2 separate regions of the Gossypium arboreum genome follow, and region 2 is linked to region 1. Evidence: chromatin contacts called from public Hi-C data. All regions are on one chromosome and are shown on one strand. Each heading gives the region's core, a stretch centred on a gene start, on an enhancer-like site or on the middle of the called end of the contact. The rest is flanking DNA. Distances are from core to core; before and after follow the strand shown. Region 1 holds the start of LOC108479766 (AT-rich interactive domain-containing protein 1). Region 2 holds the start of LOC108478405 (brassinosteroid-responsive RING protein 1-like).

Evidence for each region. Hi-C and Micro-C count contacts between places; a contact is called where the count stands out from the background.
Region 2: a Hi-C map of leaf shows a contact between it and region 1, with 2.6 times the contacts expected there. The contact joins the promoter of LOC108478405 here to the promoter of LOC108479766 in region 1.

The regions. Positions count from the first base shown.
Region 1 is chr12:90,277,938-90,282,533 of ASM2569848v2, forward strand. LOC108479766 (AT-rich interactive domain-containing protein 1) reads left to right here and starts at 3,027. Exons shown (of 3, transcript XM_017782543.2): 1 at 3,027-3,370; 2 at 3,862-4,596. The coding sequence starts at 3,870.
Region 2 is chr12:90,138,810-90,143,023 of ASM2569848v2, forward strand. LOC108478405 (brassinosteroid-responsive RING protein 1-like) reads left to right here and starts at 1,534. Exons shown (of 1, transcript XM_017780861.2): 1 at 1,534-2,337. The coding sequence starts at 1,694. The coding sequence ends at 2,206.

The sequences.
Region 1 (4,596 bases), core at 1,777-4,276:
ATATTCAGTTTCTTTTGATTTTTTGCTTCTTCCGTTTTATCGTTGTTGTCAGTTGTTTAGGGAGTTTTGATCTCGGGTGTTTGGTAAATCAGAAGAGAAGAAGGTAGGTTTTGCTTTTAGGGATTTTGATAATGTCTCTTTCGTTTTATGTTTTGTTATTGAATTGAAGATTTTGTTAATTTGTATGTTAATTGAGGTTTTTGGATCGATTTGAAGGAGCGAATCGAACGATTCTAGTGTTTGCTATTGCGTCTAAGGTGTGTGTTCAAAAACTCTCCCTTTTAGTTATTGAATTTTTGATTTGTTCCGAGAAATTCAACATATTTCGTGTGTTTTTTGAAATTGACAAATCGAAGTGTTGATTATTGTGGAATTGCTTGAAATTCTGAGTGTTTTTTGTGTGTTTCTGTGTAATTGAGGGTTGGGGATCGTTTCGACATCAAAGGCATATTTTGCAGCCTGTTTCGGTGTGGTTTCGTGACCACACGGGTGGCCACACGGCCGTGTGCAATTAGAAATTTGGGATTTTCGATGATTGTTGGTACCATACGGCCTGGCCACACGGGCATGTGCCCGCACACGGGCGTAGGTAATTAAAATTGAAAGTTTTTACAACCGTATTTATAGAGTTATTGGTAGGTAATTCAAATTTAAAGATAATTATTATTTAATTTTAAAATATAATTTTAATAGATTTATGATTATTGAAAGTAAAAAGATAATTAATGTTAAAATAAGCTTATATAAAAATAGCTAAAATAATTTTATTCAAGTTATCTTTATTATTTAATTAAATATTTAACTAAATTTTAAAAATAATTTTATGGATAATATATAAATAAATATTCAAGTTAAATCAAATTGATAAATCATCTAATTAATTTTTATATTATTAAATATTTTTCTAAATTTTAAAATTTTCAACTATCTAATTAAAATTAAAGTTGTCCATGGGCTGAGTCATCAAGTAAAAAATTTGGACTCGTTTTCTAATCCTAGGTTCGCCCAACTTTGAAATATAGGTTTAAAATTTTGCTCAAGCCCCAGATAAAAATGTTAAAACTTGAGCCCGAGCCGCCCGCTCTTATTAAAATTTCTTATATTATTTTTATATAAAATAAATTTAAAAGATATAATACATCAAATATACCAAATACATTAAAATAAATGTTTCTCAACAAATTGAAAAAATAAAAAATATGTTTAATAATACTAATATAAATGCAATTTAGCAAGTAAATACATCTAAAATAGTAGCAAAATTACTAATAAAACAAGAGTTATACAATATCCAAATAATAATAACAAAATAGTAGCAATATGAAAGCAAAATGGTAGCAAAACAATGAAAAAATATGGCAAAACAATAAAAAAAACAAAAACAAATTTTAATTTTTTTTTGCAAATTCAGGTTAGGTCGAGTTGAGCTCGGGCCAAAAAAAGCTTACCTAAAAATAGGTCTTATTTTTTTTTCAAAACTCATTTTTCGGACCTATATTTTTATCCAAATCCCTCACCTTTCGAGCCCGGCCTGGCCTATGGACAAGTCTAATTAAAATTACAACTTAATATTTAAAATTATTATCTATTAAAATTTTTAGGATTGCTTTTAGTTTTTTTTTTTAAATGTAAATGTGCTTTTTGAAACATAAATGAAAAATTATAAAATTTATCTTTAAAAAATATAAAATTAAATAAAAAATAGATACCTATTATTATAATTTTAATGTTTATATACCTTATTATATTATATATATAATCTAATATAATTATCAAAACATTTTAAAAATTAAATATTAAAAAATTCAATTCAAATTTTTAAACATTTCATCAAACACCTTAATTTAAAAACTCTTTTGTGTTGCAAATTGAATTTTAACTCGATTAACATGAATATTGTTGTCAATGTAGGAGGATGTGGGTTCGAGTAGTTAAAGCACATTATCCTCCTATTTATGGGTTGATGATGAGCTTTGAATAGTTTTAAATATTGTGTCAAAGAGAAGATATTATCAAAGTCTAAAATGAGAATATTAAAAAAAAAGCTCTTCTGTGTTTGATATTTTATTTATATGGGTATATACATAAAATCATGAAGATAAGGATAAATATGTATATCCAATTTTATAACTAAATAACAAATATCTAGTATATTTTTAAAAAATTTGTATAAACACAAATTATTTCAAATTCATAAATAATAATATAAAATAAAAATATAACATCTTTTGCGATGTATAAATCATGGGAAAATATAAATAATCGTGTAAAATAAAACATTCAACTGTTAAATGTATATTAATATAGACAATATTTTAAATCGATATGATAAAAATATCGATTGATTTAAAAATTTAGATGCATGACAAGTACTATTACATTAATAAATTTAACGGTTAGATTGTTAAAATATTACTCATATAAAAGTTATGGAATGGTATAAAACTTGTATAAGTGAATCTCTCCCCATAAATCATTAACAAAAATTATATCACAAATTTATAAATGTTTAAGAAAAAGATTTCATCCAAATATGTATAAAATTTCATTAGTTAAAATATTCACAAAAATATTTATAAGGAAAAAAGTTATCTCAATTCAAGATCTAAAGAGAGTTAATTGTGTTGATTTGAATCTCTCACTAAATAAGACTATTAATGAGATAAAGCTTTAAAGAAAACTAATAAAAAACAATCTAATAGTTAGATTATGTTTTAAAGAAAGCCGATGGTTTCAGATCTATCACTAAATAAGACTTCTGATGAGATTCGAATTACGATGCTTCTCAAATATAAACGAGTTTTATTTTTACTATACTTTAAAAGATATGAGTTGTCACTCACTTGTGAGATTTAAAAAACTTATAAAAAAATATTTAAAAATTTTTCAAACTTTATTTCCTCAAAAACTTTTATTATTCTTGAGATTTTAAATTACCAAACTATCCCCTCAACCCATGGTTATTAATTAACCAAAGGTTAACCAATCATGACAAATAACTAGTATAAAATAAAGGGTTTGGGGGTGGGGGACTTTGTTTGAAACCCTACTCAAAAACTTGCCCATACTTTTTTTCTCTCCTATATATATATTTAACACATTCATTATTCACCCCCAAAGAGTTTTTTTTCTTTTAAGATTTGAAAAAAAAAAACCCCAAAGAGAGAGAAAAAAATAGCAAAAAGAGAGGGGCTTAATAAAAAAACCCTAAAAAGAAAAGGGTAGAAAAAAAAGTAGCAAAAGAGAGAATTTGAGGGGTGAAAAAGAAAAAAAACCCCAAAGGCAAAGGGAGTCTAAAGGGAGGGGCTATCGAAAATCCTTGCTTATTTTCACACCCCAAAGGGGCCAAAAGGAAAAAAATATAATACTGGTATGTTTATTTTTCAATTTTCTCTCTTTATTTTTGAAATTTTTTGTTTAATTAGTCTAAATTTTTATAAGAGAAATTCAAAATTGTTTGAGAATCTTGGATTTTCTATTCAAGGGTTTGTATCTGTAAAACCTTGTAATTTAGCCCCTGAAGAAAAATTCTAAAGCCGTTTTTCCTCTTTTCGCTCCATCTGCAATTAAGAGAAAGTGAGAGAAAGCGCGGGACAAAACCAAAATTCACAAATCAAAACCCTAGATTATTAATTTTCATTTTTTCCGCCAAAAAATTGATAGCATGCAAGACCCCAGATGATTAGTTGGTATTTAAAATCTAAATATTTCAGTTGTGAGTTTTTTTTTTTAATTTGTTTTTATTTCGTTTTGGTCCCCCAAAATTTTATTTATTTTGCGTTTTTGGTGAAAGAATGAATGATTATACAAATATACAAAGAATTATTTGTTTTTAGGTTTTGAATTCGAAATCCATGGCAGGGTGGTCTATGAGAGCTGATGGGTCTTCACTAGATTGCGCTAAAACCCTAGAAAAACTCGAGCCAGCTTTGGTCGATCTCGATCCCTTTTCTGAAGGATTGTTTTTGAAATCTGAACCTGATAAGATTAGGTTCTGGTTTAACAAGTTTCTTGGGTTGTTTTTAAAAGAGGTTTGTGCCCAAGGTTGCTATCGGCCTCTTCCTCCATTGCTTGCAGATGGGCAACCTGTGGATTTGTTTAAGCTTTTCTTGGTTGTAAGTGAGAATGGTGGGTACAATGCTGTTTCAAAAAGTGGGTTATGGGATTTGGTTGCTAAAGAATCTGGGTTTGATTTAAATGTGGCTTCATCTCTTAAGTTAGTTTATGTTAAGTACTTAGTTTCATTAGAGAGATGGTTGGAACAATTTTTTCAAAGTGAAGACTCGAAGATTGAATCGAATTGTAGTGGTCATTTGATGGAGTTGGGAGCTGAGCTTAAAGGGTTTTTGTTGGAATCGAAGAAGAAAGTTATGGAATATTCACAAGTTGAGGAGAGTATAGTGGCAGGGTCAGATAGAGGAGATAAGTGCGTAAAAGGGGAGGAATCTATGCGTATCGATTTGACAAAGAGGGTTTTACGTTATGAGGAAGTTGAAAATTTGCAGAATGATGATGATCTAAAGAGTACGTTGGTTGAAAATTTGCAGAATGATGATGATCTAAAGAGTACGGTGGTTGATTCGGAGTGTGAAAAGA
Region 2 (4,214 bases), core at 284-2,783, 140 kb before region 1:
ATTAAAATAAAAAACATTTATTATAAAATTGATTTACTATTTTTACTTATATTTGACTTGAATGCTTAATTTGGTAATTAAATTTTTTAAGTACCTATATCTTTTTTTTACTAGAACATAAATGTCAAATATTTATTCGACTACGTGCTATAGTTTAGTTTAAGTGTCAATTGAATATTAAAATTAAATTTAAATATTAAATTAAAACAAAACACTCAAATATTAAATTAATATTTAAACATTAAAGCTAAATATGAATACCAAATAATATATTAACTCTTTATTATATTATCAACCAAACTCATGATACAATAAAAAAAAATGGAATCAAAATTTAATTAACATCAAATCCAGCATTCTACCAAAGTGCTGTTGTAATTTATATTCTATTTTTAAAATATAATACCCATTAGTAATTGATATACTTATAAAATAATTATTAATTTATTTAATTATTTATTGGTGGATTTGGCGTATCCCGCGTTTCACTCAATTCCTCACCCCTTCCATTTACGCCACGTGACACGTGTGCTATTTTTCTTACATATTCTTACTTTATAGTGGGTAGCCTTAGTTTACTCCTTGTTTCACTCTAGGTCTATTTCTTGGTTTGGTCCCTCTACTTTGTTAAAATTTTAGTTTTGGTCCTTTTATTTTAATTTGATATCTTCTATTCTTATAGTATTGGATAATAGATCCAAACAATTAACACCGTTAATAATGATAGATGGGTAACCTCTTTCTCTTTTTATTAAAAATGCATGCCATATGGATTAATTTGTTTAAATTTGAGTTATATTATATTATAAATGCAATAAATTAGTCTCCAGTTTCACCGTGAGTAGTCGCCATGTGTAAGTTTTGTTTTGTTATATTTTAGTTCTTTAGCCATTTGTACCGTGTATTGGTTTTGTAGTTGTTGAGACATGTATATAATTACATCATGTTTGTGCTTATATTTATATTTGCACTAACATTACCCAAAAAAAAAAAATTTAATCCGGAATTAAAATGGAAAAATTAAATTTGAAATTTCAATGGTTAAAGCACTTGGAAGATCCCTATATTATATGGACTATATCAAGCTATTCTCTCTATTATTAAATAGATCAATTTAGTCCTTATACTATTAAAAAGAATTGAATAAGTTCAAATTGTAACAAATTTAACATTTGTTGTATAAAAATATCTTTAATTATTTTTTCAATTGCGATTCAATTCCAAACAAAAATTTCATTTACAAAATCATAAAAAGAATTTTAAAAATATTACCTTCGTTAAACAGTAGAGGATGTTTTTCAAAAAGTAAATGTTAACTCTATTTCAATTTAGCTTTATTTGATTCTTTTTAATATTATATGGACTAAATTGATGTATTTAATAATAGAGGAACTAATTTGATATGGGGATCTCCGAGGTACTTTCACCAAATTTCAACAAAGTAAAGGGACCAAACTCATATTTAGGCCTTTCATCGCGCCACCAAAAATTCCCTACCCACGTCACAGCCGGTGACTCGATCAGTTAGAATTTAGTTCTGAAAAAAAGCAGAAGCTTCCTTTTCTTTTTATCTCTCTCCTTCACTCGTTTTTCCTCTTTTCTCTCTCTATAAATACCCAAATCAATAGCTCTCTTTATAATTTATTCTGTTTTTTTTTTTAATTTTCTGTTATTATTATTTTTTTGTTCATCAATGGGATTCCCTGTGGTTTACACAGACGTTTTCGTACCCAAATTCTTCGTTCACACGCTATCGTTTTTGGGTTTCATCAGAAACCTAATCCTCTCACTTTTTAATTACCTCGGACTCTCCGATTTCCTCGAAACCGACACCGTTTGGCCGGAAAACCCGACCCGAACCACACCTTTTAAACCGCCGGTATCCGCTCTCTTGATCCGTGAAATCCTACCCGTCGTAAAGTTCGAGGAACTAGCGGTGGTCGGTGGTGGTGATCCGCCGGAGAGTTGCGCCGTTTGCTTGTGCGAGTTCGAAGGAAAGGAAGAGATCAGGTGGTTGAAGAATTGTAAGCATGTTTTTCATAGAACGTGTTTAGACCGCTGGATGGATCACGATCAGGTGACGTGTCCGCTTTGTAGGACATCGTTTGTACCTGATGAGATGCAAGCTGAGTTTAATCAACGGCTCTGGGCAGCTTCTGGAATCGTCGATTTTTACAGTGAGTACGGTTCCGTTGCCGGGTTGTAAATTTTTGTGTTATCCATTTAGTTTAGTGAAAAAAATTGTACATTATAAATGTACACGGATCAAAAGATTATCCCTTTTTTAGGCTAAATTTTATATATTCGAAAAGAATTTGATAAGTTTTAGGTTAAAAATATGATTTTTGGGTTCTTAAGAATTCAATAAAATCCACCATTTTATTTTTCTTACTCTTTTTATACCTATAATTTTGCTCGCATTTTATTTTCTTTATTTTTATTATACATTGATTATCGATTAAATTAATCGAAATTTATATGTTTTATTTTTTTAAAACATATAAGAAAATACATTGAAATTAACCGATATATATATTTTTCCTTGAAAGTTAACTAAAATAATCGAAATTTTATGTATTGAAACACTACATAATTGAAATTTTAAAATCCATTAATCGACCTCCGATGAACTAAGTTAGGCTACTAATCGATTAACCGAATTAAATCGATTAATTTAGTTTTAACCGAAGTTTGAACATCCCTACTTAGAACGTCACGTTCAACATGTTTTTGAATAAAATATTTTTATTAATAAGAACCATGGAAATAAAATGCAAAGACATGGACATATAATAAGAGAAGATTTTTGAGAATAATTTTAATACCTTATCTTGACAAATTTCATACTAGAACATGATTATAAATTAAAAATTAAAACCAAAAACATTTCTAATTTTGAGAAAATAAAATAAATAATAACCATGAAAATTTAAGAGAAAATAGGTTGAATAACAACAAAACTTGGATAGTGTTGATTAAAATAATAACCACCAAAGTTTTCAAAGAAAATAGAATGGATTAAAACTAAAGTTAAAATATAAATAAAAGATTACAGTGAAATAAAATAGAGTGGACCAACAACCAGTTTGGAGGTTAATGTCGTCGCTGATAAAATTAATATTTGATTTTAAAAAATTGAGCGGCTAAATTTTTTAAGATTTCCCATGCTCAATATTTTTATTCCATGATTATGATATTGGTTATGTGAAATTTTATTAATACAAAAGTTATATAATTCAATTTAACAATTATTAAATTAAAAAGAGTAAAAAGAAAACGATATTTAAAAAAAAGACTACATTTTATATTTATATATCGGTAGTCTATATCATATAAAAGTTAATATATAATATTATAATATAAAAATTTGAATAATCTATTTCTAAATTGAAATTGAAATTTAACCAAACTCATAATCAACTTTAGGGCATTTGGTGCATAACTAAAAAGCAAAAAGGGATAAAAGTTTCCCATTTATGGTTCTTACAACTTGAATGTTACAAATCATGTTTTGCTTGGATTTTATTTTCTTTTTTTTTTTTTTTTTTTTTTGTTATATGGGATAATTATTTCCATATTGTAAAATTAGTGGTTAAATTTCTTTTTTTCTTTTTTGTAAAATTGTATCATAACAAGTATTGTCATCTTCCTTAAAAGGAGAAGAGAAAAAGGTAATGATGTTTCTTGATTTAGTTATTAAAAAATTATTGTGGGGTTGTTAAGATTGCTTTTTAGTAAATTAACCCAACTTTAAGTTAAGGTTTTAGAGTAAGTTACAATTAAGCTGATGGTTGAACAATTTTTAAGATTACAATGAAAATGAAATTAGGTAGACTCGAAATCGATACGTTCTGATCTATTCTGATTAAGTAAGAATGAGTTTTTAATTTTGAAAATCGAGCTTTGAAATGTTATAAATTGAATTCTTTATTAAAAATTTTGAGGAATAAGCTTACGAGAAACTTGCCCTATTTTATAGTGGGGGAGATGGGGAACCCCAACTTGTAAACACTTTTTACTCTTCTTTTGGAAATTTTTAATCTCTTTTCATTATGCAATCAAATTACATCCGGAATTTTTTAACAATTTTTTCAATATAAAGCTACTAACAACTAGTTATGTTACTTAAGTTTGAGTGGATATCGAGGTAAAAGTATCATAAATGCTCCTATAGTATGAGTTAGATTATATTTTGTTTTATTTTAAAGTTAGAC